Linked DNA regions of Mus musculus: region 1 is linked to region 2. A link is a contact called in public Hi-C data. All regions are on one chromosome and are shown on one strand. The core of a region is the stretch at or near the end of the contact, and the rest is flanking DNA. Distances in the headings are between cores, read along the strand shown. Region 1 holds the start of Cdkl5 (cyclin-dependent kinase-like 5). Region 2 overlaps Cdkl5 (cyclin-dependent kinase-like 5).

Region 1 (7,899 bases), core at 1,512-4,011, 130 kb after region 2:
GATAAGAAAATATTCCCCAGCTCACTTCTTTACAAATTTCCTACAAGCTTATATCTCAGCTACAGCTCAATGTTCTATTATAAAGTAAACGGAAATGTAAATCACCCTGCAAGAGGAGCTGCTGTCGTTTTCAACAATGCAACTGTGGCTGAGAGTCTCTCATAGATTCCTAGCCAGTGTGGAGAAACAGGTTGGGGGAAAATGCATACTTAGAGGGATTTTTCCACCTCTGTACTGAAGGTTTGTAGTGTAAGAATATTACACCTTCAAAACAGAAAATGCCATGTAAAGTCTGGTTCTTCTTAGATGTAGACTATCTGGAACACAATGCATTTAATTCACAATCAGTCAACCTTCTATTCTTCATTTATATGAGATGTCCCTGCAATTTCTCTCAATGGAAACCTTAAAAAAAAAAAAACCACCTCAGGGAGCATACTAGCTGTATCCCTGATTTAAGTAACTCCAAGACCCTTGCATAAACAACAAAATCAGAACCCTGACAGGGGTGCTTAAGGAGTCCCTAAGGCATTAATATAAGACTAAGCAGTGATAAAAATAATGCCTCCCTGGGGAAGAAATTTTATTTCTGAATATTTTTTCTAACATACCAAGTTCTTTTTATTATATTTTTAAAAAAAAAATAGGCTTAGGAGCTCTGCTAAATCCATACAATGAGGACAGTAAACTCTTTCTATTTCTACCTAACAAATGAACCACTGCACTGACTATGTTCAAAAGACAAGCCAATTCAAAAGAATTTGATGCCCTTTCCAGAAGAGAAGCCCTCTTCCCAAGTACTCAGACATGGTGGATTAGTAAACACTCTTGGAATGGTTAACTTTATTTAGTATGCCTCTTTTGGAGTTCTAGTCTTTAATGCAGCCAAATGGTATTCTTCTCCCTAATTAGGTTGCCCTGTACTTGTGCAAAGCCCAGCACACACAGTGTTGGCAGCTTTAGTTTTACAGCTTCTCTCTTCTGGCTCCTTCTCCCCTCACCTCCCCTCCTTACCCCACCCCATCCCACCACCCAAAAAAGATTTCCTTTTCAACTGTTCTCCTCTCGGCATTTGTCAACAGAAACACCCACTGGTGGTGTCAAACTGGTAATACTGCTGCAGGCTTCCTTACTCCCATTCCAGCATCAACGCCAAAAAAGCTCCAACCCAAAATAGTTCTTTTAATAAGGAAAAGGCTCGTTAGGTACTTAAATCTTCATTCTCAGAAAGATGGGGGTAGGCCTTTTATGTTTTTATTATTAATGAATCTTAGTTGGGTTGTTAAATGTAAGATCATACTCCCCCTTCAACGCCAGATATACAGGGATAAGAAAACACACCCGTTCTGCATTTTACTGAAACATTTTAATACACTTAAAGGAATTAAAAACGAATTTACATCTAAATGTTATGCAGTCTATAAATTCCAAAGTGTCTCAGTCAAAATGTCTTTTTTGTAACCCTACAGCAAGAAACAAACAAGCTGGAAGTGTTCCAGCAGATGTTACCTAAAACCCTAATCCTATATTCTATACATATTTATGCCTCTTTTTTCCAGTCAAATACTCTCAGACAAATTAATTTGTGTAATCTTTTATACTGCCTACATAACCATTACGTTCAAACAAGCCTAAATCAGATGCGCGGAAAGAAATTATTCTGTGTCAATACTTTCTAAAATCAGCTTAAATTTCAGCCAATTAAAAATAATTGTGTTAACAGAATACTGATCTGCAACTATTTAAATATCACAGCATCCTTCTAGTCTGTCTAGCCTGACTAAGGTCAGGCTTTTCTTATCCAAGCATCTGTGCCATGCCTAACTCAAGTGAAGCGAAAAATCAAAACCCCCAAGAAAGATCTGCTTTTACACTGAAATATGCCCAGGTTATTTTTTACCCCAACGTGGGCACAAAAGAAAAAGAAAGAAAGAAAAGAAAAGAAGAGAAGAGAACAGAAAAACGTGTCAGTGCGAGGACCTGTTCGTTCTGGCAGATGGTTCCAAACCCCAGGATTCAATTTCTATGAAGGTCCAAAGGGTAGGAAGATCTGAGAAGAGGTCAATTTCTGCTTCTCTGCCAGCACGCCAGCCGTGAACTTCACAGTAACGCCTGAAACTTGTCCTGTGGAAGGTGGCAGAAACCTGCGGGGCTGCAGGCGGGGCGCTCGCCCACCCTCCCGGGCAGCCAAGGTCAGAAGGACCAGGGCTGAGAGTCGTAGCTGCCGGCGGGTCCCGGGCTCTCTGGGAACTTGGGCGGGGGTTTCGGGGGGCCCTCCTCGGCGCTAGCGGAAAAGGGCTTTCCTTGCTGCAAGCCCGGAGAGCCCTGGCCACGGGGGCAGCGGGGTGGGGACACCGCAGACCTGCAGCAAAGGGGAGCCCCGCGGGGTCCGACCTCGACCTACCATACGTCTAGCACAGCCCCCTCTGTCTCTTGGCACCAAAAATTCCAGCCCCAGCCCTTCCGGGAAGACCCTAGAGACTCGTGGTGGATCGCCGAGGGAGACTCCAGCTTGGGACTCCCTCACCGTGTCTCCCGGTTGTGCAGGGACCTGCGCTGCTACCCCTTCTGTTACCCTCCTAAGTGGACCGACTGGGTTCCCTCTCTAAAGACAAGCTAGTGGACACACGGCCAACATGAGACGGCCTGACGGGCGGACGCAACTACTCACCCTGCCGAGTCCCCCACCTCTATCGGGGAAGCCTTCACTCTCGCGGCCGCCGTCACCGCTTTACCTTCCCTAGCGGCAGCGACAAGTAATCGAAACCTCCGGCCCCGCCCTCTCGCCGGAGCGAACGCGCAGCCTAATTTGATGATCGCACCGCCCCCGTCTGCCCATTTGGCCCAATCGGCAAACTCCTCTCATTCCGCTAGGTCCCGCCTTAGCCCCGCCTACCAATAGGCGCCAATGAAGAGAAAGCGCTCGTGCTCGAGTTCGGGCTCGCGCGCCCCGCCCACGCCGCTCGTTCTCGAGTCCCCCAAAATCCTAGAACCAGGATTTCTTGTTCTAGCCCTCTACTACACGAACGCGCTTATGCGCGCTCGCGATGCTCCTCCTGGGGCACCAGGTTTGGTTGCCCTGCCAGGCCCTAGCAACCTGGGCTGCTAGGCTGGGAGGGGCGGGGCTCAGGCTGCGAGCTTACGTGGGGAGGGGGAAATGAGGGAGGAATAGGATAAGGGGAGGGAGAGATCGTGACTGAGAGAGGGGTGGATGCGGGGGTTGAGGGGGGTGAGGAGGCCCGGGAATCCACCTGTCACTGCGGTAGAAAAAAAAGGGGAAATCCTGCCTGCAGCGCAGCTATCCTAGCCTCCCTCTCTGGGGACCAGTGAGCGGAGTGGGTGGAGGGCGGGGACCACATTTCGGGCGGGAGCCCGGGCACTACTTGAAAATAAAGGACGAAGGATGGCTCATCTCGGTCGTAGGTTTTTTTTTTTTTTAATATTGAAGTCCATTGCTGCTCCTAACTGTTGCAGCTGTGCGTGCACGCGCGCGCAAACACATTCATATTCACGTTCATCTCGCAGCCTGCGATTCCCTGGGGTGACTTAAGAGCAAAGAACTGGCAGCCCGAGGATTCCTTACACAGCAGCTGGACGCGTGCAAACCGTGGCGGCCGGGGCTGCAGCAGCAAACCACAACTCTACTCCAGTCCGACGCTGCTCTGCTTTACACGATTCCCCAGCTGGTTAAAAAAAAAAAAAAAACCAACAATGAAGTCATCGCCGCACCAGTAGAAATAAAAAGATCTTAAGTCCCACCGCGAATCGAGTTTCCAATGAGGATGACTAGTGGTTAAGATAGAGATAGTTCCAGTGCACTTTTTTTAACTAAGAAAAAAATCTTTTATGAAAGACCTTGCAGACAAATCTATGAAAAGCTGCATGATTTCCACCTTAAAAAAGAAAGCAGAGAGAAAGAAAAGGTTTTTTTTTTTTTTCCGGGTTTGGGGGCAGAAAATAGGCAGTGCATGACATCGAAGATGCCACCAAGTCAGAAATTAATTTTTTTGTAATAGAAAATAGATATCTTGGATAAAATCCATTTAATCTACTCCTGTCTTCAATCTGGTAGCTATACAATTGGTTTGTCTACTTGAAACCAAGCTAACAAGATTATTCTTTTTCATAACGTGGTGAATATTTCATAGTCAATTGAAGGCACCCACTTTCTCAGGAAGCATATTAGAAAATTTTCCAGGTAGGAGCAGGGAATTAACAGTGAGGGAAAATGGAGTCAGGCTTTGCAGAGGCTCCTGCCTCCTCCAGTTGCAAAATCACAGTGCTGTGACCTCATGCTTCACCCACGTGGAGCCAGAATTCCTGGGACAATCGCTGCTTTATCACCCCCTGTCAGTGCCTTTGTACTAGAAATTTCAGCCGCATTGCCTTGGAGTCAAAGGAAGGATGGTTTATCTGAACACTCTGAGAAGAAGGTAAGGAAAAAACCGTAACAGAATGGCCACAGATGTAAGTTCAATGTCGTTTTAAGTAGCTGTATTAGATGTTTTCCAAGGAGCCATACCATGGACAAGCACAGCCTTTCACTGAAGGACATTTGCTTTGCTCTGGTTTTTAGTACTGGTTTATTGGAGCCACATCCAGTTCAGTTAATTCCCTTTTTGAGAGAAGATAAGACATTCTAAGTGTTTTAAAGAAATACCATGCTGTCATTTACCTGAGGTCCTTTCTTCTGTAAAAAGAGCACTAATAGTTCCCTGCAAATGCCTACTCCATAGCAATTCTACAGATATTTAGGGCTGACAGAGAAAGCACAGGCTGCCTCCATAAATTTGAGTTTTACATAAACAAATAATAGCTTGTAATACATGTGTCCTATCCAAATACATTCAGGACAAAGCTAGAAGACTGATTAAGTCTTTTAATCACTGTCTAAAAAGAATTTCATGAACCGCCCTTTTGGGCAAACTAAATAAATCTGTAGTGTTTGTAGAAAGAGATACACATACTGAAAAATGAGTAGCTATTTATGTGAAATTCACATTTAACTGGGGGTCTTCTGCTTTTATTTGCCTCTTTGCACAACCTGATACTGTTACACACATTATCTCTAATCCTCACATGTCTCAGCAAGAGTCTCACCACTTCCAGATGGAGAACCAGCCTCAGAGCCTCCTTCTCTCCTAATGGAACCCCCCACTGTTTTCAGATATCCAGGCCCTTCACACATCAAGAGGCTGAATCTAATTTAGTCTCAGTCGATCCTATGTGGCTTGATTAGACTAAAAGAAAAAACTTAGCATTCCATGGTTTGAAAGAAAGATATCCCCCCCCCACACACACACACACCTTCTGGATGAACAAGGAAGTTAAATACCCCAAATGCCACAGACAGCCACTTTGTAACTGAGAAGAAAGCCAGCCTTAAGTCAAAGCCTACCTACTAACTAAAAATTTTAAAAAACAGAAAGGGAAAATAAAAAGTAGGTTCTTGAAAACCATCTGGATCTTAACTTCATGATACAACCTGGGTTCTTGACAAGGCAGAAGAATCAACCTGATGAATGAATTGCTAATACTTGGAGGCAGACAGGAGCATCAGTAATTGTTTTGCCCTGTTCAGAGTTCAAATCAAGCCAAATCTTACATGACTTCATTCAAAGTTTATGACACATAAAAACAAACAACAACAACAAAAAAAGAAGATGAATAAATAAACAATTAGGATGCGGTGGCACAACTTTGCAACACCAGCACACGAAAGGCAGAAGTAGGAGGATCACAACAATTTCAAGGCCACACACATTTACACAGCAAGGTCCAGGCCAGCCATGGCTACCTAATGACGCTTTGTCAACAAACAAAGCAAGAACTAACAATAAAGTTTATGCTATTTGAGGAAATGTTATTTTACAAATTCAAGTTCAGTGCCTTACTCTTCAGGCCCTGAGTTTAGGCACAAATAGTGTCGAAGGAACATGAGTGTCTTCCTTAGCACACTGCTGCTCTTCTGCACATTTAACATATCTTGAACTGTGGTCATGTCTTCAAAAAAATAAAAAATAAACCAAGAAGTGACTTTCCTCTGAGAAGCTCAAGTCTACGATTTGGGAGTGTGCCCTATTCTTTCTCTGTTTCTATTAAAGTCTGTGTTTAAATTCACCTTTCGAATCTCCTTTTGGGGCTGGGAAGGTGTCTCAGTAGGTAAGGTGCTAGCTGCTCAAGCATGGGGGGCTGAGTTTACTTCCCAGGGCCTACATGAAAAGCCAAGCCTCTTGACAAAGGTTTGCATAAGGGTTTGTAATCCAGGGCTGGAGAGGCAGCAGCAATCCCTGGATCTTTGGGTTCATTGGCCAGTCAGCCTAACCTAATTAGCAAGTTCCAGACTCAAATAATAGTACATATGTCCTGATTAACAATACCTGTGGCCACTACATATGTGGGCACATACATGTACCAACACTTTTATCTGTGCACAGGCAAACATGCACACACACTCACACTAAAAAAAAAAAAAAAAGCCTCTTTTAGTAAACTCCAGCTCTGTTTCAAAAACAAAACAGGCAGGGATGCCTTTAATCACAGAACTTGAGTGGCAGAAGCAGGCTGATCTCTAGGCTTTTTAAGGCCAGCCTGGTCTACATAGTAAGTACCAGGAGAGCTAAAGCTCTATAGTTAAGACACTTGGCTAAAGAAATCAAAACCAAAGTAAAACAACAACAAAAATTGTTTTAAGATACAGCTTTTCCAGCCGAGCAGTGGTGCCACACACCTTTAATGCCAGCACTCAGGAGGCAGAGGCAGGTGGACCTCTGAGTTTGAGGCCAGCCTGGTCTACAGAGTGAATTCCAGGACAGCCAGGGCTGCACAGAGAAACCCTGTCTTAAAAAAAAAAAAAAAAGAATACAGTTTTTCTGACCACATGAGCTGTGTCTGTATACTCTGTCTTAACTACACACCACTGTACACAATGAAAGTTGACAGGAGAGTTACCCTACTATCAAAGGAAGTAAAAACATTGTCACCTATTCTAAAATGAAACATGAAAAGTGACCCTGTTGACTTATGCATATAATACCTTCCCTTATGAGGATTGGGCAGGACTTAATAATTTGAGGCCAACCTGGGCTATAGAGTGAGAGCTGCCTCAAATAAATAAATAAATAAATAAATAAATAAATAAATGTCTGGGAATATGATGCAGTTGATAGTGCATTTGCCTGTCATATATGAAGTCCTGGACTGAATCCTCAGCACCAAATAAATTAGGACTGGTGGTACATACCTGTAATTCTAGCACCCTGGAGGTAAAGGCCAAAGGTTCAAAAGTTGAAGGTTATCCTTGGCTACATAGCTAGTTTCAGGCCTGCCTGAACTGCATTGATTAAAAACAAAAAGAAAGGAAGGAAGGAATGACTGGAGAGAGTGACAGCAAACCACAGAATAGAGTGTCACATGAAAGCTACCCTAGCCAAAAGTACGGAAGGGCAGCTCTCTAGGTTCAAATGCTAGCTTCAATTATGGCCTTGCATAAATTGTTGAGCTTCCATGTGCCTCCGTTTCTTCTTATATAAAATGAAGACATCAGTAATGCTTACCTCACAGGTAAGTGGGTGATTAGGAAGTGCCCCAAAAACCCAACTGACTGACCTATTATAGTCAGGACTTTGGAAGCTTTAGTTGTTATTCAACAGCCTCCATTCCGTGGACTAACGGCAGCTTGAAGCACTTTTTCCTGTGATCAATACTTTGAGTCCTATTTTATGGAAAGTTTGCCTCTCATGTTCTCTTACATCTTGGCTGATGCTTCTGACTTTGGGGTCTTTTTCAGCTATTAAAAATTAATCCAGTTTAATACTAGAATGCTGCATTTGATCAAAATCCCCAATTCCAGAGGGTAATGGAATGAATGTGACATGAATGCAGAAAGAGGAACTATCT
Region 2 (7,763 bases), core at 1,905-4,404:
CTGAATGGTCCAGAAAAGATGATGCTCTCAGCTCATGTTCTACTCAAGGTTCCTAAGTGGCAGAGAGACTATTACCCTCCAGCCACCTTTCATTATTCTATAGGGAATACAATTTTCAACCACAGATTTAAATACTCAGAATGACGGGTACATTTCCTTTCTGTCTTGCAGCCAAGTGTGACCATGTCACTATATACTAGCTAACTGGATGTGACAGCTTGGGTTGACACTACAGACAAAGGAGCAGAGAGTTGCCTTTCAGTCCTGTGCTAGCTCCTGTTGTCTATGTTTGTGAAGAAGATAGAAATTCCTATTTTGTTTAAGGCACTGCCATTGTGGGTCTCAGTTAACAACTCCCAATTTTGTTTGAGCATCTTTCTCCTTATACTCCTGGGACTCACTGTAGATTGCCAGGCACTGCCACTGGTGGGCATGTGTGATGGTTAACTTCCATTCAAGAATCACAGGGGCAGAGAAAGCAGCCCAGGCCTCGGTGTCAGAAAATTATAATACTGGCTGCAGCATCGCCCTTTGTGAGCAGAGAGAACTCAGGCATGTCAAATTGCTTCTCCCAGAGAACATGAATATACAGAGGAGATATCTCTAGTTGATATACTAAAGTGTTATTTATTACAAACCACCACCACGAACACAACAGAAATAAAAAAGACAAAGTGAAATACTAGATGTGACAAATTTCATCGCCAGGGAGAGCTGAAAACTGCACACATATTTGTGCTAACTAGAAAATAAACATAATCTGATTTCTTTCCGTAACCTTAGTACAGCAATATTTTTCTTAAACAACCATTTTTTAAGGTTTTATTTTGATAGGGAAATACCAAAACAAACACAGAGAAACAGATTTTAGAGAAGTAGCATATAATAACTGGTTTACAATGACAGAGCCTTTTTTGGGTATATTAACCACATTTAAGGGTAGGCCCCAGGCCCAGCAGTAGATTGCCAACACCAATGAACTCAATGGTATTTTTGTAGACTTTTTACTCAGTATTGCTTTGTTTAGCCATTTTTTTTTTCTTACTGGTCTTTTGGTTGTAAATTATGGTTTCTAATTTTATATTTTTATGGGTCTTGGGTTTGTGTATGTGTGTATATGTGTACATTCCTTCTTTTTAAACTTCTGTTGTTCTTGTTAGTGCTCGCCCGTTTGTTTCTTAAAGAGAGGGAAAGAGGGCATGGAGTTGGGTGGATGAGGAGGAGGGGAGGAGCTGGGAGGGGTTGAGGGAGAAAAAGCTCACGATCAGAACATGTTATATAAAATTATTTTTAATAAAGAAATATTAGAAATAAAATAAGAGTCCTATATATTTTAAATTGTGTTAGTAGGCATTATTTTGTGCTGTTCATTTAAAAGATACTGGGTAAATGGTGAATGAAATCAAAGTCACATGACCAGCCAGCGTTCTTCAAACCATTGCTTTCTTGCCCCGTATGTCCTAAGACTCACCAGGGGACTGATGCACAGCAAACAGAAGCCTCTCCGGCTTAATCTGTGCTGTGCACGCACACTTCAGAAGTCCCCTATTCACATAGCAACAAACCCTTCAACAGGCTCCTCTGATTGCAGTCTCTCCTAATGTAAGCAGCTAAAATCAGCTGCTCACAGTCAGCTGTGCTTTAAGGAATTCTGAGGCAGTTAACCTTTTGCCCCTAGGTCACAATATTAAAATGTTCATTAATGAGTTATCCTTTTAAAAGTGCTTTCTAGTATTCTTAACAGCCGCTTCAGGCCTTGCCTTACAATTCCCCGACGAAAGCTAGAATGCTGGCCGTTCTTAAAAGACTGCGTCTGCTTTCTTCATTCAGCATCCTAGGTCTGACTGAAGGATCTAGCTCCTGCTTGCCAGGACAGATGTGTACCCTGCCGTCCTTTATCATACTGCCCATTCACCTATTTCTCCCACAGAGACATTGTTCATGTTTAATTGAAGTAAATCTAATCGGAAAACCACTTGTTGTTTATAGAGTCTAAGACTTCAGAAGTTGTTTAACAAGAGCATCTGAATGCATCGAACTTGTATCAAATCCCTAAATCTATTTCAGGACATCTAATGACTACGGAAGATAATTTCATATTTAATACCCTCAGATTATGGGTACACCGATAGGGCATACTAAGTAATACTACACTCTTCACTCAGGTCAGAAACAACAGAAAAAAACAGGTGAGGCTGCATGCTGGCTATTCATTCAGGACTTACCTTCTCAACATATTCAAACACCAGGTATAATTTTCCTCTCCGACGAAAAGCTTCCTTCAGCTCCACAATGTTTTCCTGCTTGAGAGTGCGAAGCATTTTAAGCTCTCGTAAGGTCGTCTCCTTGACTTCTTCATTTTCTAGAATATAGACAGCAGTGAAGAAAGAAAATAAATGAAAGCTTTCAAAAGTACCGTTCAAAGAATTTTAAGACCATTGACAACATCATCTACTTAAGATGTTCACAGATAGAATATTAACACATTTTCATGGTAAGAGAAAGAAAACAAACAAACAAAATTTAAAGAAAAGACTTAGTGCAGACCTATAATAATTCCAGCACTCAGGAGGTTGAGGCTGGGGATGGTAAGTTCCAGGCCAGCCTATGCTATAAGGTACCCAAAGAACCCCAAACAAAACACACAACAAAGAAAAGGTTTCCTTGAACACATCAAACCCATTTTTTTGCTTGCATTTTATTTTCCTTTTTGTTGTATCAAACCACAGATTTATAGACATAGCACATGAATTCATCATCATTTTGGTTCTAACATTCTGTGTTGGGGAAGAAACTGTTTAAAAGGGTTATGAGAGCCAACCCCATCAATGTGTGCTGGAAGCTTTGTGTCCAGTATGTGTAGCACTTCATGTCCTAAGGTTAGCTTCAAGTTTTGTCTTAAAAAGAATATTTCATTTTTTTCAGGCTTGCTTGCGAATGGCCTCAGTGAGCACAGGCTGTGCATCAGGTATCTGTGACGCCGCAGTTCATGGTCAAATCATAGGAAATTCTTAAGAGTGCCTTATTTCTCTGAACAGAAGCTGCTGTGGGTTCCTGCTGCCTTCCCATGGCATCTCCATCTGTTTATCACAGATGGTATAGCTGTTCTGGGATAGAGATCCTGTGCTGTACCAGTATCTGCCCTTCCATACCATCAATTTCACTTGTGATATCCTCCATGGACAGGGAGGCGAGACAGAAGCCACATTAATGGGCAGACAAGCAAGAAGCTAGGATTTTACTTTAATTGTCTACTTATGATAGTTTAAGAGGTAACTGAGAAATTCTAAGTAGTGTGTTTTTAATATGTATGCTCAAGAGTACAGGCTCATAATTCTAAAATCCCTAGTTGGAAAACTAAACCCCTTCTAAGTTTGTGACAAATTCATTCAGAGGGATCATGGAATTGATATGAGACTATTTATGTTCTTTGTTTAACCCACTTAATATGAATATTCATAGTCTAGGCTATAGAAAAATGCCTTGATTACAGAGTGCTATGTAGAGTGCCATATTTCCATTCTAAAACTTCAAAATGATGAATTCTAAAACACATTTGGTCTCAGGCTTTGGTTAGGGGCCAGAATCCAGGCTTGTTGAGATTATGTTGTGGGGACCTCAAATACGGGCATGCCTTTAAGTCTGAAACGAAAGAAACTGGAAGTTCTGGGACAAAGACAAGAACACCTATGGCTTTGAAGAAAACATGCTTTTTACCAAAGGCACCCAAAAGGGGAAAAGCTGACTGGGGGTCATGATGAGGGAAGGGAAAGATTCTAAATGCAGAGTAAGGACTGCTTATTAGCTGATTTTCTATCTAGCCCCCACATTCAGCTCCCTTCAAAATGAGTTTAAAGAAGAGGTTGGTAGAAACAGGGCTTTGTGGAACTGGTGGATCGATGACAACCAGGAAACATAAAGTCACTACTTCTTTGTGACCTGGTTACATGAATGAGGCACTCTTCAGCCAGAAAAGCATTGGAGGTTGCTGGAACACAGGTTTGAAAGGTTGTGGATGTTGCTGTGCAAAAATTCTGCTCTTGACTACTATAGTGGTCCAGCCACTAAGGCACCAACCTCCATCAGAAACTATATCAGGATGCCAATTTCATGTCTCTCTCATCTTAATCTTTCAGTTGCAATAACAGCCCTAACCTTTGTCAGCAGAGGGCCATTTCACCTGTTTTCTAAGCTCGGTACCTTCAGTCTTCTACCCTGGCTCTTGATGGCACTAGTTCTTTCAGGTTTTCACTGTTTTGTTGTAAAATTTCATGCCGCAAGGGGATTTATCAGACCCTATAAGTAGACAACTCCTTCCCATCCCATTCCTTACCACAATATACAGGGCTCTCTTGTCACGGAACAGCTCATCAGTTTCCTTGCTACAAGTGGAGTGTCCCTGAACTGAAATGCTTGTGACCAAGGAGTGTCTAACATTTTAGAAATTCGATTATGAAATAAGTAAGTACATGAGAGAGAGAGAGAGAGAGAGAGAGAGCACACACACACACATACATACGGAGAGAGAGAGAGAGCAAGCGAGCTGTGTGTAATAATAATCTCCTGGGATTTGGATTCAAATTCAAATACAAAATTCATTTACATTTCATATATCCATATCATGGAAGACAACTTTATACAATGTTTTCAATGTGCTTATTTTTTGACTCCAAGATATTACATAAAGTCAAGTATGAAATTTCCTACTTATAGAATCAGACAAGCCCTCAACAAGTAAATCTGGATACACTTCACACTTTGGACCTTTGGATTGGGATTGAGGCTGCTTACTGACTAAGCTCTTCTGTCCAACATACATTCAACTTGGCAGAACTGGAAATACTCACAACTTCCTGTTATGAATGCTTGCGCTGGGCCCAGGAAGAGATCTATATGCCTAGCTCTCCCCAACTTCAGATGTGGGAACCAGGTAAGAGATGCCCAACAATATGCCCAACAAATAAACTCTGTCTTCTCAGTTCGGAGTAGAGTAATTTCAATTTTTCTTTTGAAAACTTTGAAAGGGCTAGTTGGGAGGTAATGTGAAAGACAGAATTTATTTCCCCTTACTCATCTCTGACCCTGAATGTTTCTAGACTATGAAAATGGGGAATCCAGAAAACTAATAGTACTTAGGGCCAACAGTATATGTGTCTACATACAAAATCTGTAACAGGATCACTAAGCTATATGGAGTGGAGTTACAAGGTTACTAAGTAGATACAGCTGGCGTTTCTTCTCTAATCAAATGCTTGGGCACACTGGGCATTTAAAAAGCAAACAAAAATACAGTGTTGTGTCTAATTAGCAAGTTGGGACAGTTTCATTGTGCTAATAGATAAGGTGGCCTTGGTATGTCCAAATTAAAATAGCAATTATGGAAGGAACACCAGAAAAGAGCTGGAGAGCTAGACTTTGGATTCTGTCTTTTAAGCAATTCATGCTGCAACATGCAACTCTAGGCAAAGCAGTTACACTTTCATCAGTAACTAAACCTAATCATTTATGATTTTTCTCAGTAAAGTATTTCTGATTATAAACTTTTTCATCAGTAAATACATCTAATAATCTGTAATTTTTTTTTCACTGAAGTCTTTCTGGTTTGAGTCTAGACTTTAACAACTGAGCCATCTCTCTAGCCAAAGTCTTTCTGATTATAAACCTGAGCCTCACTGATTTTTGGTAGCTGATAAAATATACCATTCATATATACTAGCTCCACCTAACAGTGGAGTTATAAAATCATAATGGATTCTGAATGTTTATAAAGAGAGAAAGAAAATAAGTAATTCTTTGAAAGGAAGCATACAGTGAACTAGGTTGGTGGCACTTTGTAATCGTGGCTACTTAGATGGCTATAGCAGGAGGATTCCAAGTCCAAGGCCAGCCTGGACAATGTCCTGAAAAGCTGTCTCCAAACAAAAAATAAAATAAAATAAAATAAAATAAAATAAAATAAAATAAAATAAAAAAGAGGGCCTGGAATATACCTATGTGGTAGAGTGCTTTCTGAGCAAGTGCAAGTCCTAAGTTCAATTGTCAGGAACACACACACACACACACAAATGGGCTGGGGGTTGGAGGTACACACAATAACATCACTTAGGGTGTAGTGTGCCAACACAACCTCATTTGAGCTGCCTTTTATGAAAATGAGGCTCTTTATGCCAGCCATAAGTAATAACCTTATGCATTAAGACTGTAATGATTGGGAACAGGCAAGAAGTGAAGTGCTTAATTCCCAAAGTGCAAGCACACTAAGCACTCACCATTACTTGGAACATGCTATAATTTTCTTTCTGTGAGTACTTTTAAGGTTTCTAGCCTACCATGGACAGTGAAAAGTGTGGTAGTAAATAATGAGATGATGGAGAAAAGTAACGCACACTCCACCGACACACATGCTTCTAAAACAAGCAAAAAGGAGCAAAGCATTGGGAGCCATAGCACACTGCATGAAAACAAGCATCCTCCATCCTCCCCTCCCCAAATCACCATGAGTTGAGATAATCCTTGTGTGCTATCTGTGCTAATTTCTTCTGTTCATAAATAACTGACATCTAAAATGGATAGCTAATTTTCTCTGGGGACATGGACTCAGAGTCACATTCAACCTAAGTTGAACAGAGGGATTTAGGTGGTATGGTGTATTACAGTGAGTGAGCTTTGGAGAGTGAGTCACAATCCCTACACTGATGCCTAGACTTTGTAACGTTAGATCCAGCTATCTGGCTTGTTGCTATCGCCACATAGCCAAAGAGCATAACATGACTTGTCAGTGAAGGTCTGCATTTTAGTCACATTAAACACATACCAGATCCTCACCTATAAACTGAGACTGACTGGAGTTACAGTGGTTTATTCTAAAGGCATCTTCTACTTATAAAAGTCAATGTTTCTATACTGGTTTAAGACCATGCTAGCCAATCTCATCCTTAGGCACTGCTGAAGAAAGTCAAGCATGATGGTTCACAGCTGTAATCTTAGCATTCAAAAGGCTGAGGCAGGAGGATTGCTACAAGTTCAAAACCATCTGTGGCTAAACTATGAGTTCTGGGCTAGCCTAGGCTACAATAAGATAATTTTTCAAAATAAAGAGAAGAGGGTAGCTGGAGAGATGGCTCAGTGGTTAAGAGCACCGACTGCTCTTCCGAAGGTCCCGAGTTCAAATCCCAGCAACCACATGGTGGTTAAAAAAAAGAGAGAAGAGGGAAGAGGGAGGGAGAGAGAAAGAAGGAAAGGAGGAGAGCAGGGGTGGAAGGGGAGAGGAAGAGGGAGAGGGGGAGAGTAGGAAGATTGAATGAATGAATATATGAAACTTTAATTTCAGGCTATCTTGGGCTACATACCAATATCCTATCTCAAACAAAACAAAAGCAGTACTGGACTGGTTGTTAAAGTTCTATGCAGTCAGTATACAATCCACCCTACCCAGGACAAAGCGACAGTAACCGAAAGGATGCAAAGTAAGAACAAACAAAACTCTGGCCTACTTCTGCAGGCTTACCACTGAGTCAAGTTAACACACCTAAAAAAAAATCAAGAGATTCACTAAAATAAAAGATAGCAGCTTTTTAAGAAGAAAGCTCACAGGAGCAAAATAAATTCAAAGATAAGTCAGTGATGAAAAGAAAAATCTAAAGATCAGCAGAAACTATTGTAACCCTATTTTTAAAGAGCCGTGGGCTTAGAAAAGAAATCCAGGAATAGCTGTAACCTACTTTATGAAACCACAAATCTGACATCTTTGTATAGCCAAAGAG

Evidence for each region. Hi-C and Micro-C count contacts between places; a contact is called where the count stands out from the background.
Region 1: a contact with region 2 is called in a Hi-C map of cerebellum, with 1.5 times the contacts expected there. The contact joins the promoter of Cdkl5 here to the enhancer-like site in region 2. A contact is called at or near these places in 3 of 39 promoter capture datasets (the 3T3-L1 cell line and liver), 4 of 484 Hi-C or Micro-C datasets (brain, cerebellum, cerebral cortex and 1 more), 3 of 115 datasets of contacts at active chromatin or transcription factors (VIP interneurons, forebrain and neural progenitor cells) and 2 of 9 other capture datasets (adipose tissue and pancreatic islet).

The regions. Positions count from the first base shown.
Region 1 is chrX:160,991,920-160,999,818 of GRCm38.p6, forward strand. Cdkl5 (cyclin-dependent kinase-like 5) reads right to left here and starts at 2,762. Exons shown (of 19, transcript NM_001024624.2): 1 at 2,672-2,762.
Region 2 is chrX:160,863,692-160,871,454 of GRCm38.p6, forward strand. It overlaps Cdkl5 (cyclin-dependent kinase-like 5), which reads right to left. Exons shown (of 19, transcript NM_001024624.2): 5 at 2,226-2,362. Among named protein-coding and RNA genes, the nearest start is that of Gja6, 39 kb to the right of the region's middle. Within about 2 kb of position 3,155, at least 4 of the 459 cell types and tissues checked have an H3K27ac peak or open chromatin away from gene starts, as enhancers often do. A contact at or near this core is called in cerebellum, where this site is marked.